Linked DNA regions of Zea mays: all the other regions are linked to region 3. A link is a contact called in public Hi-C data. All regions are on one chromosome and are shown on one strand. Each heading gives the region's core, a stretch centred on a gene start, on an enhancer-like site or on the middle of the called end of the contact. The rest is flanking DNA. Distances are from core to core; before and after follow the strand shown. Region 1 holds the start of LOC103653898 (GDSL esterase/lipase At4g16230). Region 2 holds the start of LOC100275060. Region 3 holds the start of LOC103653897 (heterodimeric geranylgeranyl pyrophosphate synthase small subunit, chloroplastic).

Region 1 (3,430 bases), core at 823-3,322, 210 kb before region 3:
ACTTGAGTGTAAATTTCCTGAACCAAACAGCACCACCACATTGTACATGATTTGTCCGAGCACACTGTGTGTGACTGGCTCGCTTGGCGTTGGCGCTTCAAGGAAGCAGAGGCAGAGGGAGACGCAGTGTAGTTGTAGTGGACCACCACGCGCCCACTGCACCTCTGCATGGTCACAAAGAGCAACAGTAACCATAGGAAAAAAATTTGCTATAGTCCGGCTGCAAATCGTTTTAGTTGTGTTATTGACCTGCAGGTGGGGTCTATTCTCCTTTTTGTGAGGGGCTGTAAACATCTTGGTTTGTAGCCGGGCTGTAGCAAATTTTTTTCGCATCTAGTAAAAAAAATTGAACCCATAAATTACTAGTAGTACGTAGCAGCTCTACCAATGAATCTGCCTTGTACATGCACAATCACAAGCTGGAGAATTGTGCTGGGAACATGTCCATCTCCTGGCGGTGCTAAAAAAACTAAAAAGTGTTTCGTTCAACTCCATCAGCCGTGAACATGGGCTTCAAGCGCAGCCCCCCGCCGTTCCTCGCCGTGGCCAACAAGACCAACAGGCAGGTCTTCCGAGGTCTCCTGGGAGTGAACTTCGCCTCTGCAGGATCAGGCATCCTCGACACGACGGTAAGCCACCCTCACCCGTGTGAGTGACCAGACCGGAGCACGTCGACTACCGCGAGCAAAGATGACAACACACACTGCGCGTGGATCACATCACTCTCTGTTCATGTGCAGGGGAGCTCCATCATCCCGCTGAGCAAGCAGGTGGAGCAGTTCGCCTCCGTGCGGCGCAACATCTCGTCGCGCGTCGGCAACGGGTCTGCTGCTGCCGACGCCCTGCTGTCGCGGTCCCTGTTCCTCGTCAGCACCGGCGGCAACGACCTGTTCGCCTTCTTCGCGCGGAACAGCACGCCGTCGGACGCCGACAAGCGGCGGTTCGTCGCCAACCTCGTCGCGCTGTACCAGAACCATGTGAAGGTAAAGTAGGTTGCCTCAACGCCGCCTCTGAAACCACCACGCATGCAGCAGAGAAACCTCGGATCATTAAACGTGTTGGTGGTGGTGTGGTGGTCGTTCAGGCTCTGTACGTGCTCGGGGCTCGGAAGTTCGCCGTGATCGACGTCCCGCCGGTCGGGTGCTGCCCCTACCCGAGGAGCCTGCACCCGCTGGGCGCCTGCATCGACGTGCTCAACGAGCTGGCGCGCGGGTTCAACGAGGGCGTCAGGGCGGCCATGCACGGCCTCGGCGTGAGCTTCCAGGGGCTCAGGTACTCCGTCGGGAGCTCCCACGCCGTCGTGCAGAGCATCATGAAGCACCCTCAAAGGCTGGGTACGTACGTACGTACATACACGTGTGCCTCTCCCTAGCTAGCTCGACAGACACGCACGACGACGCTTTCACCTGCAGATAATAACTTAGCTGGCCGGGGTTACGGTGCAGGGTTCAAGGACGTGACGAACGCGTGCTGCGGGTCGGGCCGGTTCAACGGCAAGTCCGGGTGCACGCCCAACGCGACGCTGTGCGACAACCGACACCAGTACCTGTTCTGGGACCTGCTGCACCCCACGCACGCCGCCTCCAAGATCGCCGCCGCCGCCATCTACAACGGCTCGCTCCACTTCGCCGCGCCGATGAACTTCAGGCAGCTGGCCGAAGACGACCGGTGCTAGCTAGCTAGCACAGCTAGAGCTAGCACGAGGACGTAGGGACGTGTCTCTGTTCTCTGCTGCGGACTGTGGTGAATATGGTCGTTGGTGTGTAGAGGACGACGGATGCGTGCATGGCTGCTGTGTTCGCTGTATGTTTCTCGACCGTGGTTTGGTTTAGATGATGATGACCGACGCCGCCGGCGTAGTTTGGACTGTGAACGAATTTACATCATGCTGCTGCAGAGGTACGGGTGTACCGTGTACGTGACATCGTCTACACCTCTCCTGGACAACTTTAACTGAATCTTTTTTTACGCGTCCTCGACTAAAAATTCCGGAGAGCGCGCCCAGAAATACCTGGTGTAGGAGCCAGTGAGAGCGTCACGCTCACGCCCTTTGGATCCGAGCGCAGGCTCTAAGCATGTCGGTACATTCCTGCAGGCCACCAACGCATGCCGTTCTTGGTCCCAGCTGATCTGTCCTAAGCTGCAGCAGCTGTGCATCTGTCGCGACGTCGTCGCTTGTTGCCTCCCTAGGCGCTACCGGTCTAGCTAGGCCATGTGGACCTGTTCAAACAACACTCGCACAATTTTTTTTTTATTTCAGCCTTTTTATACGACACATTCTCGGACCTTAGCAGTTTGGAATTTGGATGAAAACGGCATCATCCAGATGATTCCACAGAACGTTAACAACATTGACAATTCCGTTCCAGAACGGAAACAGCGTATTGGCGAGCTCGTCGATGCTAACGCTACGCTGATGGAACCATGTGCATCCTGTCACGGTGCATATAAACCCCCTCACCAGTCAGTCACCAGTCACCACCTGAAAGGAAAAAAAAAAACCCGACGAGAGCACACCAGCAACAGCAAGCAAAAGCCACAGCGACCGATCCGATGGCCAACCGGCGGACGGGCCCCCTATCCGTGCTGGTGGCCACCGTGTGCCTGCTCGTGCTCGTGGCAACGAACGCGGAGGCCAGCAGGCACTCGCGGCTTGTCCCCGCGGCGTTCGTGTTCGGCGACTCCACGGTGGACGTGGGCAACAACAACTGCCTCAACGTCACCGCCGCGGCCAGAGCCAACTACCCGCAGTACGGCATCGACTTCCCCGGGTCCAAGCCGACCGGGCGGTTCAGTAACGGCTTCAACACGGCAGACCTGCTAGGTACGACGAACCGAACTGCCAGAGGAGAGCTCAGCAACGATCTGTGTACTGTGTGTTTCTGTGGTCACTGACTGACTGGTTGCGCATGGCGGTGATCGAACACAGCTCGAGGCCTCGGCTTCACCAAGAGCCCGCCGGCTTACCTCTCCCTGTCGGAGAAGGGCATCCGGTCTCACATGTGCAAGGGCATCAGCTTCGCGTCGGCAGGGTCCGGGCTCTTGGACTCGACCGGCAGAGTACTGGTACACACGCACGCACTGCACTGCACTCGTCCTTGCTTGACCACAGAACGAAGCTAGCTAAGCTAACCCATGTCTCTGGAAAAAAAACCCCTCGCGCGTCGCGTACGTGTTTTGTGCAGTTTGGCGAGGTGATCCCCATGTCCGTCCAGCTGGAGCACTTCTCGGGGGTTGTTGACCGCATGGTCAAGCTCTCGGGTCAGAGGAAGACCGCCGCTCTCCTCCGCAAGTCCATCTTTTTCATCAGCACCGGCAGCAACGACATGTTCGAGTACTCCGCGTCGTCCCGTGCCGACGACGACGACGACGAAGCGTTCTTGGGTGCCCTGGTCGATGCCTACAAGCACTACATCATGGTGCGTACTAC
Region 2 (3,717 bases), core at 928-3,427, 190 kb after region 3:
CCGTTGGCCCACTTGCAGCAGAGAGCAAGTTCCAACAAGGTACCCCCAATACTCCTAAGCACGGTCGGAAAACATCTTCAGAACAAACCATAAACAGCTTATGAAGCGCGGGTCAAGTTAGGGCCTCGTCTATCAAGGGACGCAACCTCATCCGAGCCCAGCCTCGGCCTCGGGCGGGAACAGTAGTCCCGGGGGGATTCACGCCTCGCCCGAGGGCCTCCTCAGGCAGTGAGCGCACCCTCGGCTCGCCCAAAGCCCAGCTTGGGGCGAACTTTGTCGTGCAGCGACCTTGGCCAAATCGCCTTACCAACCGACCGTATCGCATGCGCATTTAATGCGGGGATCGCCTGACACCTTATCCTGACACGCGTGCCTTAGTCGGCAAGGTTGAAGTGACCGCAGTCACTTCGCCCTTTCACTGACTGTTCTGACAGGAAAACAGGACTGTTCGACCCCGCTCCGGCTAATGTGCCAACCACCAGGGTAAGACTAGCAACAGTAAGTCGTGACCTCTCCTAAGTTCGGCCTCGGGCGCGACATCGAGCTCCGCCTCGCCCGACCCAGGCCTCGGCCTCAGCCCCGGCCTCGAGGAAGGTCTCTGCCTCGCCCGACCCCAGGCCTCGGCCTTGGGGGAAGGTCCCCGTCTCACCCGACCTAGGGCCTCGGCCTCAGCCTCGGCCTCGGGAGGAGTCACATCCACGCTCGACCTCAAAACTCGGCCTCAGGAGAAGTCTCCGCCTCGCCCGACCTCGGCCTCGGACCGACTACGCTACAGGGGATGCATCATTACCCTACCGCTAGCTAGCCATCCTTTGCTACGAAGGAACAAGACCGGATTCACATCAAACTACTCCGATAGCAGGTAATGATGGTTCCCCGCGTGCATCCCTGACGTCAAGGGTTCTCAGCTCCCTACGGAAGCAAGACAACGTCAGCAGGATCCATGCCGCACCGCCACCTGTGCTTCTACAGGGCTCAAGGCACTTCTCCGACGGCCACGTTAGCTCGTGTACAGGGCTCAAGGCGCTTCTCCGCCAGCCACGCTAGCACTTAGCTACACCCCCATTATACAGCTGGACATCTCCTTGTATCTATAAAAGGGGATGTCTAGAGCCTTCCTAAGGCAGGTTCGCACGAGGACAGACGGGGAGACACGTTGACGCAATACGTTGACGTTGAGACAGAGACGGATGCATGCAGAGACTCTCTCTCTCTCTCTCGCGATGCTTGTAACCCCTACTACGAGCACCCCGGTGCAAGATAATATAAGCTTCATTCCCCTGCTTGTGTTCCATCTTGCATCAACCCATCTGGGCAGGGGCACGCAGCAACAAATTCACTAGTCGGTTGACGGACCTCGCGGGTCCGAAACGCCGACATGTATAACAAAACAAATAATAATATTGATAATACCAAATAAACACCATTAGATTCTTTACTATTTGTATTTTTTTAATAATATAATGATTTAATATTATGAATCTTTATATTTTTTTAATAGTTTGGATCAAGTGTGAGATTCTTCTAAGAAAGATAATGGAGGGAGTATTTTTTAATCTTGACGTGAATCCCTCCATTATTTTTTAGTTCTTGCAGCCAAACAGTTCATTTACCACGTGATTGGTTGCTCAGACTACTGCGCCTAGGCTGGCCTCATCCCGTTGACCGTGCTTTGGCATATGTTTGGTTGGCTGCAGAGCAGGAGGACAACATGTACCCGCTCATGCAGTGTAGTATTTTTTGTGCTCACTCGCCTGCATGCGTGGAAACGCATTTCCTCCGCGTTTCCAGCGGGCCAGGCCGGCGCGATGCGGGCGTCCAGCACCCTGGTAACCAATCACGTGGTTAGATGTCAGATTGGATAAATTTAAATTCATAGTAAGTTAAAACTCTTTCTAAAATTTTCTAATCTTATCCAATACATTTGAAATAGAAATAACCGGACAAGAACTAAGCCGATGAGAAATCCAGATCAGACCTGCAATGACGCAGTGGTGCCGGTCCTCAGGAATTCTTCAGTGACATGTGACGCGTGGGGCCCGCTGACTGCGCATGCATCGTAGCGTTTGACAGGCTGCAAGTACCGTTAGTACATCTGTATATCCGCAGTATTTAAACAACCGATCGAACTGTGGAAAATGGAAAAGGTTCCACCTGCTGCGTCCCTTTCCAATATTTTTTTTAGTTACATAGACAAACACCTCTGAGCTGTCTCGCTCGTAAGCTCCTCTTCTCTCTACATAAAAACCCTAGCTTGGACACGCACAAGTGACAGTGTTGTTACATAATATTCCTCCGTTGTTCACTTGTTCTCTAGCTACTACTGCCTACTGGCGTTACCAGATCGAAGGATAGACGGGCGATCCATGGAGCTGGAGGCTGCTGCCGCGCCGGCTACGTGCAGGAGGGACGGGCGGAGGCTGGTGAGGTGCCCGCGGCTGCAGCTGGACACCGAGACGGCCACGGCCATCGAGCGTTCCACGGGGGAGAGCGTCGCCGCCGAGGGCGCGATGCGCGTCAAGATCGTGCTCAGCAAGCAGCAGCTCAAGCAGGTGGCGGCGGCCGTCGCCGCCGCCGGGAGCGGCGGCGCCTTCGCCGGGCTGCCGCCGGCGCTGGAGCAGCTCGTCAGCGTGCTGAAGCGCCGCCAGCACGCCAGGAAGCAGCAGGCTGCTGCGGCCGACGCGGTGGCTGCTGCCGGAAGGCGCCGGGGCCGCTGGTCGCCGGCGCTGCAGTGCATCCCGGAGGAGTGCTTTTAGCTAGAGCTAGGCGTGCGTGCGTACGTACGTTTGTGTAGTACTCTGTATTCTAGCTACATTCTGCTTGTATATAGCTAGCTAGCTAGCTTTCCCCAAATTTTCGGGCTCTTCTTCCTTGGGTCGCGTTCGCGACGTGCCGATCGATTGGGCCAAAATGAGCGTCCGATGGTTGCATCACAAATTTGAAATGTCACTTGTTTCAATCTGGCATTTGCCACTACTTGGACCGATCGATCGATTCAGAAAATTACCAACCCCCCGGCCTCCCCCCGTTTCTGAGATTATGGGCCTATTTGTTTGTATAATAGTTCAAAAATAAATTAGATTATATAATCTGAATATATTATAATCCTAAACAAAAAACCCCATAGATTAAAGAAAAGGACAATGAACTGGGAAAAGGAACCATGCATGGCAGCGTGTCAAGTCTCTTTCTTTGCCGTCAAGTTGTTGTCCTGCTCCATGTGTATGTGGCAGTGAATACTGATCAAGCAGCAGGTGCCCCGTGCGCCGCGCTGGCTGCTGCAGGGTGCGAGAAATGGCCAAATGGTTGCCAGGCCACAAGATTCCTCTTGAAGTGTACAGTAGTACGATAAGATCTGTGTACACGAGAGGGTTACAGTTGTGGCTTATGCATGATCGGATCGGAAGGGTGGCGATTAGTGAGCGCCATGGCCTACTGGGTCCGCCTGTGGTGTGTATCATCATTTGCCAGCGTCCAATCAGCTTCAGTGCCGAGTCGATCGGATGCGAGTTTTTCATTAGTGCTCGCCTTGATTCCTTAGCTGGAGCCACAATGTGCAGTGGATTGACGCTGCTGCTCATCGCCCGGAGCCCCGGACGATGTAAAGGTGAGGTTTTCTCTCTCGCAGAAATGGAGTACGGGCGAGACAAGGTAAACTGTGAAGCACTGCACATATGCACAGCACAGGAGGGGCGGAGGCGAGACCGCGAGAGAAAC
Region 3 (3,846 bases), core at 510-3,009:
AGAAGCTCTAGTAAATGGCAGAGTAGTAGTAGTAGTCAAAACTGACCGATTGCACTGATTCAAACACTACTCTGGATACCTGCAGAGTAAAACATGCACTGCTAGTATAGTAGTAGCTATCCTTCTTCCCTAACCTCATAGTCAAGCTCCTCTCTGCAGATTATTCAGATAACACAATATTTACCGAAATAAGAACCAACATCGCCGGTATGGGGCCGGTGAGGCCGGGGTTGAATTGAGCACGATCTGCTCGAGTGAGGACGATGACGTGAACAGCGCGGGCGGCAACTTGATGGGGCCCTGGGCGGTGCCGAAGCAGCCGAAGATGGAGAGCATACGGAGGTGCGGCGGGCCGCGCAGCGAGGCGGGCTCGAGCCTGGCCCCGGGCGTGCAGGGCGGGGTTGCGACGTCGGGGCCCAGGTGGAGGCGGGTGGCGCGGAGCACGCGCGCGTCGTCGGGCGCGAGCTCGCACGACAGGCCCGGCCACGCCGTGTCGGCGCAGGGCCGTGGGTGGAGCTACGACCACGTCGGGTCGCCGAGAAGGTCCGCACCCGGAAGATGGCCGCCAGCTCTGCCCCCGGCAGCTCCGGCGCCGGCGCGTCCCCTCCGGAGATTGCAGTTGATGGGGATCGCAGCTGGGAGGGTGAGGAGGGCGCAATGGGGAGCGGAGCAGAGGGGGAGGATGTCGGAGTGGGGGGGGGGGGGGGGGGGGGAGGGGGCAGAACCGTGCACTGTGAACGCCTACACTATAGTCTTAAGTGGTAGAGATATATATAGATCTTTGTATTTAGTTGTGTGGATCGCGAGCCTAATGAGCTACCTCGAGCTCCATAATGAGCCAAGCCGAGTTAGCTCATTACAGTAACGAGCCATAACGAGTCCAGCAGGCTCGATATCGGTCCCTACTCACGTGCATCTATACCACTATATAATCTACCAGTTTAAACTTTGCAAAACTCACCTAACAAATTGTAACCTACTTCTTCTTTACTAACTCAAATATGATGGTTAATATTATTTAGATTATCCCCCATCCCCTTCATATCCCGTGACCCTATCGTTCCCTGCCTCCCCTCCCCTCCCCTCCCCATCCCTCGCAACCCCGCTCACCTCACTTGCTCTGCCGCCATCGACATCTCCCTCGCGTCATGGTCGCCGCTTTTTAGATCCTAACGTTAACACGTGCTATATGCTAATATTTTAAATTGGGTACGTTATGTTATGCAGATTTATGAATGTGACAAGAATGATATATATGAAAAAAATACGGATTGTTGTATGTTACAAAACCTTTTTAATAACATTGATATAAAAGTTCGAGCTTTTATAATGAGATACGTTAAAATACTTTTATATTGGCTCACCGCTCACGTTTAAAAGACCATTGAAAAACATATCCAATGACTAGAGACATAGATGAAAACGGTCGAAAATGATATTTATTGGATAATTGGGTTTTTTTTGTTGTTTTTCTTTGAATGCGAATAAATAAGATAGAATATACTATATAAATTTTGTATTATTCTTTTTAACATTGGGTTTATAAAGATTCATAAAAAAGTAAATATAAAATATATTCTATGTGCTCTCAAATAATTCAGTATGGATTCAGAAATAAATTCAGTAAAATTTTCAAACTTTTTATTATAAAGGGCAAATAATATATAAAGCAATTTATACAATATTTTATTATTTTTGTAATAATATTTTATAACATAAAATTGTATACATATGCATTTTACAATATTAAATCTGTCCTCACAGTTTGCATTTCCACTTTCATCCGTCAGACTCAGACATCGCAGTCACCGCGCACCCAAGTGCTGCAAACCACATCTAACCCCAATCCTCCCAAATTCTCCACCGCCATGGCTCTCTCCTCCCTCTTCATCATCCTCCCCGTCCCCAAGGTCCCCTACTCCAACTACTCCCGCCGCTTGCTCACTGCCCGGGCGTCCTCTGACGCTCCCGCTGCCTCTGCGTCATTCGACCTGCGCCGCTATTGGACCTCTCTGATCGCCGATGTGGAGTCCGAACTCGACGCCGCGATGCCCATGCAGCCTCCGGAGAGCATCCACTCCGCCATGCGGTACGCGGTGCTCCCGGGCGCCGGCAAGGAGGGAGCCGCCAAACGGGCGCCCCCCGTGCTCTGCGTCGCCGCGTGCGAGCTCCTCGGCGCCCCGCGCGCGGCCGCACTCCCCGCCGCCGCCGCGCTGGAGATGCTCCACGCGGCGTCGCTCGTGCACGACGACCTGCCCTGCTTCGACGCAGCCCCCACGCGACGCGGGCGCCCATCCACGCACGCGGCGTACGGCACCGACATGGCCGTCCTCGCGGGCGACGCTCTCTTCCCGCTCGCCTACACCCACGTCATCTCCCACACCCCGTGCCCGGACCCGGTCCCCCACGCCGTCCTCATGCGCGTCCTCGCGGAGCTCGCTCGTGCGGTCGGATCCACCGGCATGGCGGCCGGTCAGTTCCTCGATCTGGCCGGCGCTACCGCCCTTGGCGAGGCCGAGGTCATGCAGGTCCTGACGAAGAAGTTCGGCGAGATGGCCGAGTGCTCCGCCGCCTGCGGCGCCATGCTCGGTGGGGCCCGGCCCGACGAGGAGGCCGCGTTGCGGCGCTACGGCCGCACCATCGGCGTCCTGTACGAGCTCGTGGACGACATCCGGAGCGCATCGGGAAACGGCAAGATGAGGAGCAACGCCAGCGTCCTGCGTTCGCTGGGGATGGACCGCGCGCTCGGCATTGTGGAGGAGCTCAAGGCTCAGGCCAAGACAGAGGCTGACAGGTTCTCGGATAAGTACGGCGATCGGGTGCTGCCTTTATACAGCTTCGTGGACTACGCGGTGGAGAGAGGGTTTGAGCTCCAGGATGCAGCGGCAACTCTGTAGAGTGGACGATCGCTGTTGCTACTGAAAATTGGAGGCTTCGAGCTAGTGAGATGTACATGGCCTAGGAATTTGGTGAGAGCTTTATCTGGCATAGATCTAATCCCTATTTTATCTAGATGTTCTGAAGCTCGTAATTCGGGGGATGGTTCATAATGGAGAATTGTTATCCCGGCATTAGATGTTTAGAACTTGAAATTGGGTTTGATACTTGTAGTAAGCTAATAAATCTAAGTGGTAAATGCTCATGCAACCACTCGGTTCTTCTGCTGTTTAAGTTTGGATGAGTTCACCACCATGGTGGATAGACAGATTAAGCTCTTAGATGAAACTGAAAAACATCTGTTTTTTTTAGGTTTTCGAATGAGAAGTGTAAGGTTCACCTCGCCAAACCTACTTTTCTGAATTTTGATTGTGCAAGAAGTTCAGATTTTCGTATACAATACAAGGTATTTCGTCACATTACATTAAATGCGTACCCAGTACCGTAGGCTTCCCGCACTGTACGAGGTGTGGGGAAATGTATCTTTAAGTGTCAAGCCTTACCCGCATAATATGCAGAGGCCGCATAATATGCAGAGGCTGGAGAATCTGTAATACATTGCCAATTTGAATTCTGCAAGTTCAGGACCTCCGTATACAACAGGTTTCTCGTCACAACTCACAGATACAAGTATACAACAGATCAACAGAGCACTACATTATTGCCATCCGCCCACCATCTTCGTTGCCGCTGTCGCATCCGGCATGCGTTCCATCCCATCCATTCTGCACAAGTGACGAGTGCAGGCACAACTAACAGCTCTCTACATGCTAATATAGTAATATGCTAATCTCTAGCTCGATTTGCTACCAAGATCACCACCATCACGCCATTTGCGCTGCCAACAAGATCTTGCAGCTTAAACCCACCAAATCCATGGAGGAACGTAGCAAGTCCTCATCCGGAATG

Evidence for each region. Hi-C and Micro-C count contacts between places; a contact is called where the count stands out from the background.
Region 1: a Hi-C map of tassel shows a contact between it and region 3, with 3 times the contacts expected there. The contact joins the promoter of LOC103653898 here to the promoter of LOC103653897 in region 3. A contact is called at or near these places in 3 of 25 Hi-C or Micro-C datasets (bundle sheath, ear and tassel) and 1 of 3 datasets of contacts at active chromatin or transcription factors (leaf).
Region 2: a Hi-C map of endosperm shows a contact between it and region 3, with 3 times the contacts expected there. The contact joins the promoter of LOC100275060 here to the promoter of LOC103653897 in region 3. A contact is called at or near these places in 2 of 25 Hi-C or Micro-C datasets (ear and endosperm).

What each region holds. Positions count from the first base shown.
Region 1 is chr4:159,626,736-159,630,165 of Zm-B73-REFERENCE-NAM-5.0, reverse strand. It overlaps LOC103653898 (GDSL esterase/lipase At4g16230), which reads left to right and starts at 2,072. Exons shown (of 5, transcript XM_008680706.2): 1 at 2,072-2,824; 2 at 2,930-3,066; 3 at 3,186-3,419. The coding sequence starts at 2,554. LOC100282230 reads left to right here. Exons shown (of 5, transcript NM_001371845.1): 2 at 499-629; 3 at 741-983; 4 at 1,085-1,334; 5 at 1,446-1,968. The coding sequence ends at 1,675.
Region 2 is chr4:159,228,712-159,232,428 of Zm-B73-REFERENCE-NAM-5.0, reverse strand. It overlaps LOC100275060, which reads left to right and starts at 2,177. Exons shown (of 2, transcript NM_001363922.1): 1 at 2,177-2,219; 2 at 2,318-2,964. The coding sequence starts at 2,367. The coding sequence ends at 2,756.
Region 3 is chr4:159,413,200-159,417,045 of Zm-B73-REFERENCE-NAM-5.0, reverse strand. LOC103653897 (heterodimeric geranylgeranyl pyrophosphate synthase small subunit, chloroplastic) reads left to right here and starts at 1,759. Exons shown (of 1, transcript XM_008680705.4): 1 at 1,759-3,332. The coding sequence starts at 1,869. The coding sequence ends at 2,897. It overlaps LOC103653893 (mechanosensitive ion channel protein 6), which reads right to left. Exons shown (of 5, transcript XM_008680703.4): 5 at 3,422-3,846.